3 separate regions of the Sus scrofa genome follow, and regions 2 and 3 are each linked to region 1. A link is a contact called in public HiChIP or PLAC-seq and promoter capture Hi-C data. All regions are on one chromosome and are shown on one strand. The core of a region is the stretch at or near the end of the contact, and the rest is flanking DNA. Distances in the headings are between cores, read along the strand shown. Region 1 holds the start of LOC110262100 (rap guanine nucleotide exchange factor 6-like). Region 2 overlaps LOC110262100 (rap guanine nucleotide exchange factor 6-like). Region 3 overlaps LOC110262100 (rap guanine nucleotide exchange factor 6-like).

The links. Promoter capture Hi-C pulls out the DNA fragments that hold promoters and counts their contacts. HiChIP or PLAC-seq counts read pairs in DNA pulled down with a chosen protein or histone mark.
Region 2: a promoter capture Hi-C map of liver shows a contact between it and region 1, with 6 times the contacts expected there. The contact joins the enhancer-like site here to the promoter of LOC110262100 in region 1. A contact is called at or near these places in 2 of 5 promoter capture datasets (fetal liver and liver), 3 of 47 Hi-C or Micro-C datasets (brain, liver and skeletal muscle) and 2 of 2 datasets of contacts at active chromatin or transcription factors (alveolar macrophages and skeletal muscle).
Region 3: an H3K27ac HiChIP or PLAC-seq map of skeletal muscle shows a contact between it and region 1, with 5 times the contacts expected there. The contact joins the enhancer-like site here to the promoter of LOC110262100 in region 1. A contact is called at or near these places in 4 of 5 promoter capture datasets (fetal liver, fetal skeletal muscle and liver), 16 of 47 Hi-C or Micro-C datasets (alveolar macrophages, embryonic fibroblasts, fetal heart ventricle and 9 more) and 2 of 2 datasets of contacts at active chromatin or transcription factors (alveolar macrophages and skeletal muscle).

What each region holds. Positions count from the first base shown.
Region 1 is chr8:48,019,153-48,024,282 of Sscrofa11.1, forward strand. LOC110262100 (rap guanine nucleotide exchange factor 6-like) reads left to right here and starts at 2,419. Exons shown (of 7, transcript XM_021101306.1): 1 at 2,419-2,572. The coding sequence starts at 2,504.
Region 2 is chr8:48,121,754-48,126,883 of Sscrofa11.1, forward strand. The region is part of intron 3 of LOC110262100 (rap guanine nucleotide exchange factor 6-like); the gene reads left to right. Among named protein-coding and RNA genes, the nearest start is that of RAPGEF2, 59 kb to the right of the region's middle. Within about 2 kb of position 3,003, at least 4 of the 83 cell types and tissues checked have an H3K27ac peak or open chromatin away from gene starts, as enhancers often do. A contact at or near this core is called in liver, where this site is marked.
Region 3 is chr8:48,091,466-48,096,595 of Sscrofa11.1, forward strand. The region is part of intron 1 of LOC110262100 (rap guanine nucleotide exchange factor 6-like); the gene reads left to right. Among named protein-coding and RNA genes, the nearest start is that of RAPGEF2, 89 kb to the right of the region's middle. Within about 2 kb of position 2,411, at least 2 of the 83 cell types and tissues checked have an H3K27ac peak or open chromatin away from gene starts, as enhancers often do. A contact at or near this core is called in skeletal muscle, where this site is marked.

The sequences.
Region 1 (5,130 bases), core at 1,169-3,668:
CTTTTTAAAGGTGGGGAGGTCTATGTCAAAGAATTTGATGCTGAGAGTTCCCTGGTGGCTCAGTAGATTAAGGATCCATCTTTGTCACTGCTGTGGCTCTGGTTGCTGCTGTGCCTCAGGTTAGATCCCTGGCCCCAAAACTTCCACGTGCTGTGGGTGAAAGCCTGCAAGCCTGCTCCTTCCCCCACCCCTCCCGAGTTGATGCTGGGCTTCAGCTAAGGGAAAGGAAGGAAATATGGGGGAGCATGCAGGGCAAAGGTCTAGAGATACAATTTGTAACTCAGATTCAGTTTCAGAAGGTTGGGCAGAAACAATCTCTTCTCCAGGAAGGTACACAATCTGTTTAATGTCACTCAGGTGACTTAAGGACCCTATCCCAAGTACTTAAACTAGATGTTGCAAAAGCATGTTTGAAAATTTGAAAAAACTTCAGCGTGATGGTCATGAAAGTAACAATCTTCCTGTAAGTATGGCCTCCATACTGACAGCAAAGCATGAACTTATTGGGGGTTAGGGAAGAGGAGGCAGTTAAAAATAAAACCCTAGGATCAGAACTCCAGAGCCCGTGCAGCAGCTTGGCTGACCTTACACACCTTGACCTGGCTCAGCGAGGAGGAGGACGGGGGCGGGGTGGGGGGGAAGCAGCAGGCGCCGTAATATCTTTAAAGGGCTCTGTCCTAGAGCTCTCTGCACCAAGAGAGTCAGGCTTGGATCCGGTGTCTGGAGGTTTACCTTGCCTAATGAGAAGCCACATCTGCCAGTGTCTCTGATTATGCCACAGAACTTGCGGTCGGGGTCTCGCGCAAAAGACTGATCACCTTCAGATCTGGAGTGTGTCTGTCTGGGAGGTGTTTGGTCTAGTGTTGGAACTGGCATGTTTCCAGCTCCTTAGTTTCGTGGTCATTTAAGCGTCTGAAGGTGCCTGATGGGCACGGAAGACAGGAAGGGAACTCTTTCCCTGCATTAAGTTACAAATAAGCAAAATAAATCCTCTGAAGATTTACCGCTTTTGAAACAACTCGGGAGCCAAGCCTTAGGTTCAAAACGGATGCCCAGGGAGGCCCAAGCAGCGGGCCGGACTCCTGCTCCGGGTTAACTTTCAGCCCCAGCGGCCGAGGCCTGGCGCCAGGAGTCGTCTGCAGAGGCGACCAGACGCGGCAGGGTCCCTCGGGATCCGGGCTGGGGTGTGGGTAGGGGGCGCGGCGTGAGCGGGGGAAGGGGTGGGGAGCGGGGAGAAAGGAGCCTGTGCCTTCCGCCTGGGCGCGCCGCCTCCTGCAGGCCAGGAGATGCGGGGCCCTGTCAGCCCGGCCTCAAGGGGGACGACCCTTCGCCGCCCCGGGACGCTGAGCACCTGGACGCGGCCGAAAATGCCGCTCGGGAGTGAGGGCGCGGCCGCCTGGCCAGAGTCAGGGTGCGGAGGGCGGGACCCGGCGCCGCGGGCGCCCCGCCCCCGCCGACGCGGCGCACTCAGACTGGCCGCCGGTCCGTCACTCACGCTTCACCATGGTTGCAGCACAAAGCGACCGGCCCCGGAGGCCGCTTCCTCCCTGAGGAGCGGCTGGGCTGCCGTGAAGGCGCAGGAGGAGGAAGAGGTGGGGAAGAGGAGGGGAGTCGCCGCTTCCCAAACACTCTCCGGGGGGCTCTGCGCGACGCCCGCCGCTGGGAGTCCGGACCCGGCTGCCCGTGGCCCCTTCCCTCCTGCGCCCGTGCAGACCGGGAACAAAGTTGCCGAGAGAAAGCGGCCGAGGGCGCAGCCCGGCGGTGCTCTCTGGCCGCTCCGCGCGCGCCGATGGGGGGAGGCGGCGACGGCGGAGCGCACGGCGGCGGCGGCGGCTGAGGCGGCGGCAGCGGCAGCGGCGGCAGGGCGGCCCGAAGGGATGCAGCAGCAGCAGCAGCAACAGCAGCAGTCGGGGGGCACGGCCGAGCGCAGTAGACAGAGCCCCGGCGCGGCGGGGACGGCGGCCGAGGCCATCCCGCTTCGCAGAGCCCGGACCTGAGACGGCCCTCGGACGGCGGCCGCGGCGCCCCGGTGCCCGAGTGCTTCCAGCAGACCCGAGGCAGCGGCGCGAGCCCCCGAGAGAAGCCAGGGGGAAGGAGGCCTGGGCGCCCGTAGCCTCCCCTTTCACCGCCGCTCTAACTCCCTAAAAATAACTCAGGCCCGGCGGGGCCGGGAGGAGCCGCCAGAGTCCCCGAGAGGAGCCGGGGAGGCGTGTCGAGCCAGGGCCCGGAGGGAGCCTTGCCGGCCGCGCGGCACAGAGGAAGCAGAAGGTTCCCGGCCGCCCGGCGCCGCAGGGACCCTCGGGCCTCGTGCGCCCCCCGCCCCGCCGCGCGCCCCGGGCTCGGCCGCCCCGCCGCCGCCGCCGCCGCGGTTTGGCTGGTTGGCCAGAGGCGGGCGGGCGGAGCGCGCAGGGCGGAGGCGGCGGCGGCGGCAGCGGCGGCGGCGCTGGGCCGGGAGGAGGCGGCCGAGGGCGCGGAGCGGCCCTGCTCCCGGCCGCGGGGGGAGATGGCGTCCTACGTGGATAACAGCTTCCGCCAGGCGGTGATGAAAAACCCCGCGGAGAGGACCCCTCAGGTGAGCCCTGCGCCGGCTGCATCCTCCCTGCCCCCACCGCCGCGTCGCGGCTAGGTTGGCGCACCCGCGCCCAGGATCAGGACCCCAACTTGCAGCGGCATCCGGTCTTCATCTTACCCTGGCTATTCTGGCTGTATTTGCCCCCATTCTCGAGTCTTTCCTCTTCTCGCCGCCCTCCCCGTAACTGACCTGTCCCAGCGTTTGTCCCGCAGGGCAGGGCGGTCTCTCCCGAGTGTGCCCTCTTCACAGCCGCGCTCGGGCCTGTGAGTCTCTTGGAGTTGGGGTGGGAGTCCCCTCCCCTCGGCCGGCCACTTCTGCCACCTTGGCCGCAGGCTCCCTTCCTCCCGGGAATGTGGTCCTTTCTACCTTAAGAGTTGTTGGGTGTTTACATAGGTAGTGAGGAAACTTGTAGGGCTCTGCAAAAGACAGATCCGTGGTGGCCTTCTCAGGTAAAACGTTGAAATGTTTGTGTGTTTACTATTTTGCTTTTTTTGCCAAAGGGATGCTACTTTAAAAGGAGGGGGGGGGGAGTTGAATAGCTGGGTTTGTGCTTTTAGTTTCAATTGCAGACAGAGCTGCAGAGCAGGCATATTCAAATACCACCCCCCCCCCCGCCCCCGGGAAGGGCGCCCTGCGGATTCTTTCGGTGTTGCACAACCTTGTCAAAATTAGATAAGTTTGTTAACCTTTATACATTCGTGTACCTTCAGGCTTATTTTTCTGTGGCTTGAAATGGAAGAATTGATGATGGTGTTGGATTTTGTCGTCTCAAGTTGGACTAGAGAGGAGGACATTTTTTTAAAAATGTGGTTGTTTGATTTTTCTGCTTTTAGTTGTTGACTGGATAATGACGCATGTTCCTAAGCTTTGGGATGGTGACTACAGGGGATCCTGCTGCCAACCGTCTTAAGACAAATAAGCCCTCCTGATCCTTGGTCCATCAGACACTGAGCATCTAAGGCACGAAAGAGTTGCTTCTCTTGTTAGGTGTTGGATGCCATCTGTTCAAATCCAAATGCTCTTCTTCTCTTCCATTGATTGTGCTTATTTAGTGTGGGGAGAAGAGAATAACGTAGAATCTTCCGCTGGCTGCCTTTGGACAAGGCCCAGGAATGACACCTGGTACCGTTTTTTGATGTTTCATTTTTTTTTTTTTTCTGATGGAGCGGTCTCATCTGGGGATTGTAGATAGATTGCACATATTTACCCAACGTGTGGAAGCTGGGTGATCATTTTACAAGAAAATTCATTTCACAGTGTCCCCAGAAAGTTCATATTTTAAAGGGTTATTTTATTCTAAACAAAGAATGTCCTGCTTTGATCTTGTGACACTGCCTGTCCTGTGCCTTCCTCATCTGCTGTTTTACACTTGTCAATCTTCTGCATCTGAAATGCACGTTCCCAGTCACAGTGTGTTGGAAAAGCACATTTCAGTGAAATATTTTGGTGCCTTTCAGTGTTAGGGGTGCCAAGTGAAATTGCACATGCTGAGAATATTAGAACCTAACAAGGCCAGTCAGAAAATGATGTCAGAGGCCTTTGGTGGAAATTGGGGGGAGGGGGTATCTTAGGTTGGTTGGTTAGAATAGTAATGACTGGAAACCTAGTGTCAGGTGGGTGGGAGGGGGAGGGTCACTAAACAAGACCAGAAGAGACAAAACCTCCACTGTGACGGCATCTGGATTGTGCCAAAGAAATGAACTGTTAAACTTTCCTGTTTCCGTGCCAGTTGTGGAGAATAGATTGCAAACCGACCAGCATAGAACTTGGCCTGAGTCAGAAGTGGGCCAGTTACTAACACCACAATGGGACAGCTTCACGAACAGTCTGAAAGCCCCACACTTCCCACCAAACCTTCATAGAAAAGTAAACCTAGAGAAACCTACCAACATTGTGAACATTCCTAAGTGTCTGCCCTGTTAACTTTGATGCTCATTTGGTTATTACTAGTGCAAACCCCCATGTTTATTTAGTATTGCTTTTAAAGAGAAAGTAGTGAAAATGTAAATGTTTTCCATCTTTACCTGGCTGGTCAAAAATGATCTTGTAAAAGTTATTACTCAAAAGTATAAAAAAAAATGTTTTGGTAGCAGGTGTCTTTTCTGTTGAGTGCTTTGTGACTGCAAAGGCTGGAAGTTTTTCTGTACTGTCTTATGAGTGCTTGAGCATTAGAATTTTATAATATAAAAAGCAGAGTTCTTAAATAAACTTGATATGACCAGAAGGGTATGAGTTAGGAAAGTTTTGCTGTCATGCTTCCTTCTGTTGTTCAGGATAGATTTGGTCAAGGAGTTTGTATGGTTCTCATGACAGGGAAAAGAAAGGTGTTTTGAAAGACAAGAATAGAGGGAAAGAGGTAAAATTATTTTTTGTTGAATTTATCATTTTTTTTTTTTTAATGCTAGTTTCTCTGTCAGACTATGAAGACATAGTTTTGTACTAGGTCAATCGGATGCCTAGAAGTAATCATGGTGTCACTAGTGTAACCTAAGAAATTAGTGTGAAGGGAATCTGGGGCTAGGGAGCACCTCAGTGTAAACAGAGGGGCTTTGAAAATT
Region 2 (5,130 bases), core at 1,753-4,252, 100 kb after region 1:
ACACTTTAATACCATACCTAAGTTTGCGTCTGAATAGACACTACTAATTCGCTATTAAGGAAGTATCTGAGCGCCCATGGAGTGTTATATAGTGTGCAGATTGGGCGTACTGATGAGTTAGAGGAGCTTAAAAGCTAATGGGGAAGGAGTTCCTGTTGTGGCTCAGCAGTAACGAACCCAACTAGTATCCTTGAGGATCCCTTGCCTTGCTGAGTTGATTAAGGATCTGGCATTGCTGTGAACTGTGGTGTAGGTCATAGATGTGGCTTGGATCCTCTGTTGCTATGGCGGTGACACAGGCTGGCAGCTGCAGCTCTGATTTGACCCCTGGTCCAGGAACTTCCATTTGCCCTGGGTGCAGCCCTAAAAAGCCAAAAAAAGGCTAATGGGGAAGCCCCTAAAATAAACACTGCTGACACTGGCAGCTGCTTCATATGAATAAGTATGAAGCACCCTGGGAACCCAGGAGGATGACTCACTTACTTGGAAGATACTGAAACATTTCTCAGGGGAAGTGGTGGTTAAACTGGAATTTAAAGGATGAATAGCAAGTTTTCTGGGTGGAAGGTCCCCTTTACGAGCTGGCACAGCAAGTTTGTCCAGCAGGTTTTTCTGGGGCCTGAGGCGTAGGTGGGACCAGGTGTGTGGTGGCTCAGCAGGTACCGCCTGGAGCCCAGGATGTGTGGGGCTGGGAGCAGAATGGAAAGGGTTGGGTCACTTGTGAGGAACCAGAACCTCAGCAGGACTGCATGGCTGGTGTGAAAGTGTCCGCTCCTAAACCTGTGCTTTTGCGCGGCAGTGTGGAGCTGCCTTCAGCTGCTGTGCCGCCAAGGGCTGGACTCTCCTGCTAAGGAACCGAGAGCTGCCCTGGGAAGTGCCTGGTGATCTCGATTCCCTAAGCTGGTGCTGACTGAGACCCAGGCGTTCCTGCATGCAGCACCCAGGCCCGCCTGTAGGTGGAGGAAGATACCCAAGTGGCTTAGGAATGAGAGCTATAGAGAAACTAGCAGAAATTAGATGGGGTGAGTATTTTGAGGTTTGGGAAACAGTGAGTGAGAAGATCACATTAAAGATGGGGTGTAGGTGTGTGTGATGTGGAAGGCGCGCTGGGAGCAGCTGTGGGTAGTGCCGAGGGGCAGGGCGGAGAGAGGGGCCAGGTCACGGGCTCTTCCTGTCCTGCCAGCTGGACCTGCCCTTCTGGGTCAGCCTGGGGGGAATGGGCTGCAGGGACCTCTCAGTCCTCATTGCTTCTGGGTCCTTCTGTCTGATCACACTGAGCGGCAAAGTGCTTGCATTACAGTGGCCTGTTTATGTTTTGTTTGCTTGTTTTTTTTTTTTTTTTTTTGGCTTGATTCATTTCCTCCTCCCTGTTGGTGACATCACATTCAGAGGCCCTCAGAGTGTCTTGTTGCACACCTGGGCTTTTGTGGCTTTCACATGTTGCTTGAAGCATTGGGGTGGGGGGTGGGGAGGTTGGAGTCAAATCAGTACCCCTTCATAGAGCTCCATCTAATGTTTGTAGGTCCTTTCTCCGAGTCCGTGAGACCTGCCTTGCTGGATGCACCTCTTTAATCTTTGGGCTTCCCTTTTCTCCCTGTTCCTGGTGATGTAAGACTATGGTATTTGGAAATGGCAAGTTAGAGTTTATCCAAGATTGCCATGTCAGCAACCCTCGGTGGGATGCCTTAGCTCATAATTTTAAAACATAAGACAACTATTTTGAGAAAAATTAAAATGACATGAGTGAATAAAGCAGATGCAACTAGTCACATCAGTAAGGACAGGATTGTAGTTTTTTCTGCCATTTGTTCCTGTTGGGGTTTGATTTTAACTTGACAAGCCCTGTACATAAGAGCGACCCAGGTTGTTGTTTAGAAGGTGAAGTGATGGATCTGCTGCCAGAGGACCGGTCCCGGGGAGCCTGGGACCACACAGTTTTGACTGGCATTCTAGGTGAGTCACATGCTCATCAGAGCTTGAGAACCACTAGACGGAATCAACTCCCAGGGTGAGTCCTAGGTAATAGGATTAATAATAACTGTTATTATACTAGTCAGCTTCTGTTAGCCTGCCACATTGCCCGTATGTCTGCAAGTGAGATCTCAGATTCATTCTGCTTCCCTCTAAGTGTGGAAAAGTTCAGTGCTGTTGCTGCTAGGTTCTCCTCCTTCACCTTTTCTTAGAAAACACACAGCCATCGCTAGGCCTGCACGGAGCCACCAGGTGGCAGCTGCACTGAGGGGAGTGTTTGCAGAGCTGGAGGGGAGGCAAGGTGTGCCTCCTGTTGAAACACTGCCTGCCTGATGCCTCTCTGCGAATGAGAGACTGAGCGGGGAGCCTGGCCGTTTCTCATGAAGTCAGGAGAATTTTCTGGCTGATTAAGTAAAACAGATTTTTTGGTGGCATCTCACAATAGGGAATTTTCAGACCAGAAACCAACCTTGGGGTACAGGAATGAGGAGAGGTGGAGGGGAGGATTTCCTGGCTTGTGGCTCTTTCCAAAACATCTTTAAAATGAGACTCAGTGTTTTTGTATTCTTAGTTCTAATTAGTTTATTTTTGTAAAGCATGAATATTTTAATTTTTATTGAAGTATAGTTGATTTACAATGTGCATTAGTTCCAGGTGTACAGCAAATGATTCAGTTATACATGTATATCTATTCTTTTTCAGATTCTTTTCCTTATAGGTTATAAGATTATAGAGTTTCCTGGGCTATATCCTTGTTGGTTATCTGTTTTATCTATAGTAGTGTGTATCTTTTCATCCCAAACTTCTAATTTATTCCTCCCTTCTTTTTCCCTTTGGTGTCCATAAGTTTGTCTTCTATGTCTGTGAATCTATTTCTATTTTACAAATAAGTTCATTTTAGATTCCATGTATAAGTGGTATCAAATGATATTTGTCTTTCTCTGGGCATACATCTTTAAAAGAGACAACTCAGTAATAAAGCCATCATGACTCCTGTTTGGCATGGCATGTTGTCAACACTCACCAAATCCAGTAAATGTTTGATCATTCTCTGCAAATATCTGCTCAAGCCAAAACAGCTCTGGTGAGTTACCATTTGAACTTTTCAATAAAGGGGGAGAAACAGCTTGTCCAGCAGGCAGCTGGAATCACCCAGTAAGTGGGAGTGGTTGAGAGGGCCAGTTTCTCAGCCTGACTTCCTCAGCTCTTTGCCGAGGTCTTCCTGATGTGAAGGAAGTCTGGGAGTGTTCAGGGGCCAGTACATTTACTGTCACAGTATCTATCTACCTTGGACTCTGGGTGTCTTTCACTTCATGTGTATTTGAAGATCAGAGCCAGGAAAGCTGAGTTTACAAACCCTGTGTTAATTTTGTCCATAGTCATTTGCCTTCAAAATGAACAGATACGGAATCAGTGACAAGCCAGGGAATATTTGTTCTACTCTCTGCATCACAGTTAATCCGGACCGTGACAGCCTTTGTTGTACTTTGCACCAAGGTAACAACTACAGAATGATCGTTGTTTGTGTGGCCGAGCATCTTTGCACAGCTCTGACCATAGGCTTAGTTAGTAAGTGGTGATCAACCCTGATTTCCTGCTTTTCTAGAATTCATTTTCCTTGACCAACCTTTTGGTGATAAAGGGAACATCATAAGTGCAAGAGCAGATTCAAATAAGTTTACAAGGTATTTCATTTTTTCTTCTTGGTATTTCAGTGTTTTATTACTTGTTAATAAAAAACTTACACCATTCTTGCATCTGACAGAACACATTTTTACTTGACGTAAATCAGAATTAGTAATAATGCTGTCACCCTATGTTAAGAAAGACAGGTACAGTTCCCCTTGTGGCTCAGTGGGTTAGGAACCCAACTAGTAATCGTAAGGATGTAGATTTGATCCCTGGCCTCACTCATTGGGTTAAGGATTTGGTGTTTCTGCAAACTGCAGCATAGGCTGCAGATATGGCTTGGATCCAGCATTGCTGTGGCTGTGGTGTAGGCCAGCAGCTGCACCTCCAATTTGACCACTAGCCTGGAAACTTCCATATGCCCTGGGTGTGGCCCTAAAAAGAAAAAAAAAAAAGGAAAGACAAGTACATTTCCTCCCCTAAACTAGGTAAATGATTGTTGATTGCAAAGCTAATGACTAAAAATTGGAGAGAAAAGGGTATAAATTCTGTTTGGAAGTAATAGGCATTTTCATTTGAGAAATAAATTTACTTTCATGGTTCCACTTGTACTAAAACTTGTTTGACAATATTTTCCTTCCTGTTTTCTTGAGGCTTTGCTGTCAAGCATTCAGTAGTTGGGAAAGTGGTAAAGGATGCTTGAGGGGAAGCAGTGATTTGCTGCTGATTTGCTTTGAAAGCAAATAGCAATGAATAGAAACAGACTCACAGACTTGGACAACAAACTCGGGTATTAAAGGGGACAGGTGGGGGAGGTGTGGACTGGGGGTTTGGGATTGGCATATGCACACTGAGTTATTTGGAATGACTGGCCAATGGGGACCTGCTGTATAGCACAAGGAACTCTATCCAATATTCTGTGATAACCTATGTGGGAAATGAATCTGAAAGAATTGAATGTGTGTAAATGTATAACTGAGTCACTTTGTTGTACAGCGGAAATTACCACAGTTTGTAAATCAACTACTTCAGTAAAACTTTAAAATATGAAAAAAATCGCATTCATGTAAAAAAGGGCATGAATAAAAAATTTAAGAAGAAAAAAGAAAACTGTAGCTTAATGTAATTTTATTTTTCTTATTATCATAAAAGCATCTTTTCTCTTAAGTTCGTGAGCCCACCCTAGTTCTTTTTCTATGAAATTGGTTCATAAGTTTCAGCCAATTTTTAGTGAGTCGTGGGATGTTTTCTTACCTAGAAGAGGTTTATTAAAATTCGCTTTTTTTTTTTTTTTTTTTCTTTTTAGGGCTGCACCTGTGGCATATGGAAGTTCCTGGGCCGGGGGTTGAATCCAAGTTGCAGCTGTCAGCCTACACCTCAGGCACAGCAACACCAGATCTGAGCCACATCTGTGACCTACACTGCAGCTTGTCAGCTTGTAGCAATGCTGGCTGGATCCTTAACCCACTGAGTGAGGCCAGGGATTGAACCTGCATCCTTAAGGATACTATGTTGGTTCCTAACCTGCTG
Region 3 (5,130 bases), core at 1,161-3,660, 72 kb after region 1:
ATCTTGCTTATTTATGGAATCTGGTTTTGTGTGTTTATGTGTGGGGTGGAGAAGCAGTTTAAAAACTGTCTCTGAGGTGTTCCCGACATGGAGCAGTGGAAACAAATCTGACTAGGAACCATGAGGTTGCAGATTCGATCCCTGGCCTCGCTCAGTGGTTAAGGATCCTGGCAAGCTATGGTGTAGGCCAGCAGCTACAACTCTGATTAGACCCCTAGCCTGGGAACCTCCATGTGCCATGGGTGCGGCTCTAAAAAAAGACAAAAAAACCCCCAAACTGTCTTTGATTTCTTTCCCTTTGGTTATTGTTAGATATAAAGCATGGACATGTGGGATTATTATAGAAATTACGGATAATAGATGTAGAACCATCCATTACAATGCCTGGCATATAATAGGTAGTTGTTAGTGTTGATAAGTAAGTTACCCTTCATATAACATGGGTGGTACAGTATAGTAAAGTGGTTTAAGTAAGGTTTTGGAACAATAGTTTTGAAACCAATATTCTTAATAATTTTTATTACTAAGCTGTGGAGACATGGCACCTCGACAAAAATAACAGAGCCCAGTATCAAAGCAGTAAACTGAATACCAGATCATAAAAATACAGATGTCCGTTGTGTTTTGTGACTAGTGCAAAAATCTGCCTTACTATTTTTGTACTAGTCTTAAGAAAAACAAAGCTCCAAGGTTCTGAAATATTGTAACTAATGGTACAAAGAAACAATACTACGCCCTGCTGAAAATCTTTAATATTACCTACTCCTGCTGAAAATTTTTAACACCGGAATATATTTTGCAAACTTACAAAAAGGAAATCTAACACAAAGAACCTTCTGTATTTCTTGAAGGAATTTTTTTTCCCTTTGGGGGGGAGGGGAGAAGGTCTGTGAGATGTTTATTTAATACGACAGCAGTTGAATAAAGCCAGCTGTGAGTAATTATATCTGATATTTGATTTCCAGCTGTTTTGTTGACCTATTATTGGCTCTCAAGGTATTTGGATATTAATTAAATGGCCTTGTGTACTGTTGCCTCAAATAGAACATGTAAATGGGCCACCTGGCACAAAGTTTTAATTCTTTCGGATGTGATGGATTTTTTTTTTCTTTTTTTTTAAGGGCTGCACCTGTGGCATATGGAGGTTCCCAGGCTAGGGGTCGAACCAGAGCTGCAGGTGCTGGCCTACACCACAGCCACAGCCATGCCAGATCTAAACCTCATCTGTGACCTATACCACAGCTCACAGCAATGCCGGATCCTTAACCCACTGAGCGAGGCTGGGGATTGAACCTGCATCCTCATGGATCCTACTCAGATTCCTTTCTGCTGATCCACGATGGGAACTCTGTGTGATGGATATTTTAAAGTCAGTACGTTTTGGAGTTCCTGTCAGTGCATCAGTGGTCTGAGCCTCAGCACCAGCCAAGTACAGAAGTTGGTGTAGCCATTGGCCATGGAGCCCTCTGCTGCTCAGGTTCTGGAATTCTGCAATTCTAGACATTTCCTAGGGTTTATGGGGAGGAAAAAAGGTGCAAGAGTGGGTCCCTCTCTGGGAGCACATGGTTTTACCAGTATTGCCCATATTGAATTGTCCCCACAGACGTTTCATTTGTTTGTTGAAAAATACCAACAATACAAACGAACATACAGTCAGTTCCTTGTGAGTGATGTATCGGTAAGTGCTTGGGAGATAAGGGGAAAGGAGAGCATGGTAGGGGGTTCTGAAAAGGCTTCTTGGGGGATGTAAGTACAGGTATCCGGGAAGATGGGCAGGGCAGGAGGCTGGGATGGGAATCTCAGCTGTGGGGTGTTAAGAGCACAGGATGCTTGTATGATGAGATTCAAATTGGTGATGGAAGGAAGTGTCCCCTGGTGGAAGGGACAGTCTATAAAGCTGGCCAGGGTCCCTAATTTTGTTCATGTTGTGCATGGGAAAAGGGGAGAAAGCTCTGAAACTGCCATGCCATTGGAAATGGAATGAAAAAACAATAAGACACTTAACAGGACTGAAGAGAATAGAGCTGCCACAAAGTAGCAAGTACACACACAATGGAAGATAACTTCTCGGATGACTTCTCAGGTTTTCACTGGGCCACTTAAATGTGGGCCCGAGGAAGAGAACTAGAATGTTGGAGGGCACAGTGTTGAGAGGTTAAGAATCTGGAGGTGTGGTGGTTGCGTGCAATTCAGTGTTGAATGAATGGCTCGCTCAGTTCAGAGAGGACATGCAAAAGGTGTTAGGGAAGAAAAAGTGCTCCTTCCAGTTTTTTCTGTTCCTTTTAAACTGGTAAACATTTTTGATTTTCACTCAGGGTACTGCTGCTGCAGGCTCAGCATGAGGTGAGTGTGGGGCGGGCGGGGTGAGGGGATGTTGACTGGCATACAAGCCTGGTGTGTGTTTCAGATGGTGGCCTGACATTCTGCCCATGGGGAACTGGCCTCCTCCGCCGATTCCCGTGCACATGTTGGTAGAATCCCCACTGTCGTGGTGAAGCAGGGGATTTTGAAGGCTACATGTGGATCCTTTCAATGACATCTGATATTGACTTTCATAAATAGAGCAATGCCTTGGGTCCAGGAGGATAAGAAAAGTAACAGCATTTATCTGCCATATATTTTGTGTGTGGGGGGGAGGGGTTAAGGAGCGTTGAATGACACATAGGTACAAGTAGTCTAATACAGTTGATTTAGTAATTCCGTAATTATCTGATGTTTATTTAGTAACATCTTCTACTAAAAATGAGGATCAGCTATAATTAAGTGAAATTTGAAATAAGTCTGGGGTTAATATATCTAAATAAATATTATCCTTAACATTTATCACATTACCGAGTAATACCTTTCTTTTAAAAACCCGTGTTGTTGCTCAAAAGAACATTTTAGACCGTATCTTGGTGTTATTATCAGAGTTGCTTAGTGAACCCCCACAGGAGTCTTTGCATCATATAATTGTATTTCACTTTTGATCCCACTGGAGCTTAAATGACCAACTTGTTCACTAGGCTTAGTTCTGGGTGAATGTTCTCAAAAGCCAAATCTCCCAGAATTACAGCTAGTGAAGGTGAATGTATTTACAGATATATTTTTAATTTTATTTTTTGTTAAAAGTACAGTTGATTTACAATGTTGCACATATTTCTACTCTACAGCAAGGTGACCCGGTCATGCATATATCTGCATTCTTTGTTATATTCTTTTCCATCATGGTCTATACCAGGAGACTGGATATAATTCCCTGTGCTGTATAGTAGTACCTCATTGCTTATCCATTTAAAATGTAATAGTTTGCATCTACTAACCCCAAACTTCCAGTCCATCCCATTCTCTGCCCCTCCCCCTTGGCAACTACAAGTCTGTTCTCTATTCTGTGAGTCTGTTACTGTTTTGTAGATAGGTTCATATGTGCTGTATTTTAGATTCCAGATATAAGTGACATCACATGGTATTTGTCTTTCTCTTTCTGACTTAACCAAGTGTGATAATCTCTGGTTGGATCCAGGTTGCTGCAAATGGCATTATTTTATTCTTTTTTATGGTTGAGTAGTATTCCATTGTAGGTATATAGTAGATCTTCTTTATCCATTCATCTGTTGATGGAGATTTAGGTTGTTTTCATGTTTTGGCTATTGTGAATAGTGCTGCAGTGAACATAGAGGTGCATGTACCTTTTCAAATTATATTTTTGTCCAGATATATGCCCAGGAGTGGGATTGCTGGATAATATGATAGTTCTATTTTAGTTTTCTGAGGGACTGCCATACTGTTCTCAATGGTGGTTATACCAGTACAGCTATTAAGCACATATAGTTTATATATAGGGACAACTGCTAGGACTTTATTCTGTGTAACAGTGAGAGAGCAGAGATGTTCCCCACCTTCACTTCTCCTCTGTCCAAATCTCCCCTGTTCATTGTAGGTTTGCACTTGGCTTTGACAGCAGACAGGATGCAGGGGAGTGGGCGATGCCAGGCCCCACCAAATTCAGCATAGCCGGTGGTTCTGCTAAGCTGGGTTTCATCCCCAGGGGCGTGCAAATTTATTTGACTTAAATTTTTTAACAATTGCACCTGTGGCCTATGGAAGTTTCCAGGCTAGGAACTGAGTTGGACCTGCAGCTGCAGGCCTGCACCACAGCCACAGCAATGCTGGATCTGAGCTACATCTGTGACCTACACTGCAGCTTGCAACAACACCAGATTCTTAACCCACTGAGCGAGGCCAGTGATTGAACCCCTATTCTCATGGATGCTAGTCAGGTTCATTAACCACGGAGCCACGATGGGAACTCCTCAAGCTATAATAACTTTAAATAACAAGAAAAATACTCTTGGGCAATGACACCACTTTTTCTAATGGTGAAGGGGCTTGAAGCTAAATACAGGGTCTAATCATGTTTTCTTATATATGGTGGGTTCTTAACGGCATGCTGGGAAGGGTGAGGCTATACGTATTTGTGATTCTCGTTGTCATTAGCTCACACATGGTAAGAGGACTATGGGCTCTCAAGAGAATTTAGATAAATGACTTGATCAGTACTGGGCATTGCTTGTTGAATTTGGGAGGTAGAACGCTTGTTTTCTGATGCCAGGACGGATGCCTGAATTTTTCTCTGGCACCGTCGTCGTCGTCTGAGAGGGTGTCTGATCTGTTGAAGTGGTTGACTGGCTCTGAGGACCAGGACCATGCTGCACTGTCTCTGGGTCCCAAAGATGAAGCCCAGCTCAGGGCCCTTGGTGCCTGGGCTTTACCTGTGAACCTGGGGAAGGGATAATGTCTTGGGAGAGTTCTGTATCCCAGAGATTTCTGCTCTGCCCCCATCGCTGCTGGGACTTGGGACTAAATAGAAGTTGTCATTGGTATTAGGAAAAATAGTTGTGTTGAAGATACTTTGTCACATTTCAAATACAGCTGTTCGCTGCTTAAGTTGATTGCCATTAGTGCTTGCAGTGATGGGTTTTACTTTAAAACCAGAAATCACCTAAAAAACAAAAAAAGAGAAACTATGATGTTGGTCGCCCCAGGGTCTCTGTAGCTTGGCCAACTCCACCCCTTGGCCCTTTCTGCCTTGGGTTTCCATAACTGCCCTTAAAGAAGTTATAATAGGTAGCTGGTGCTCAAAAAAGTACT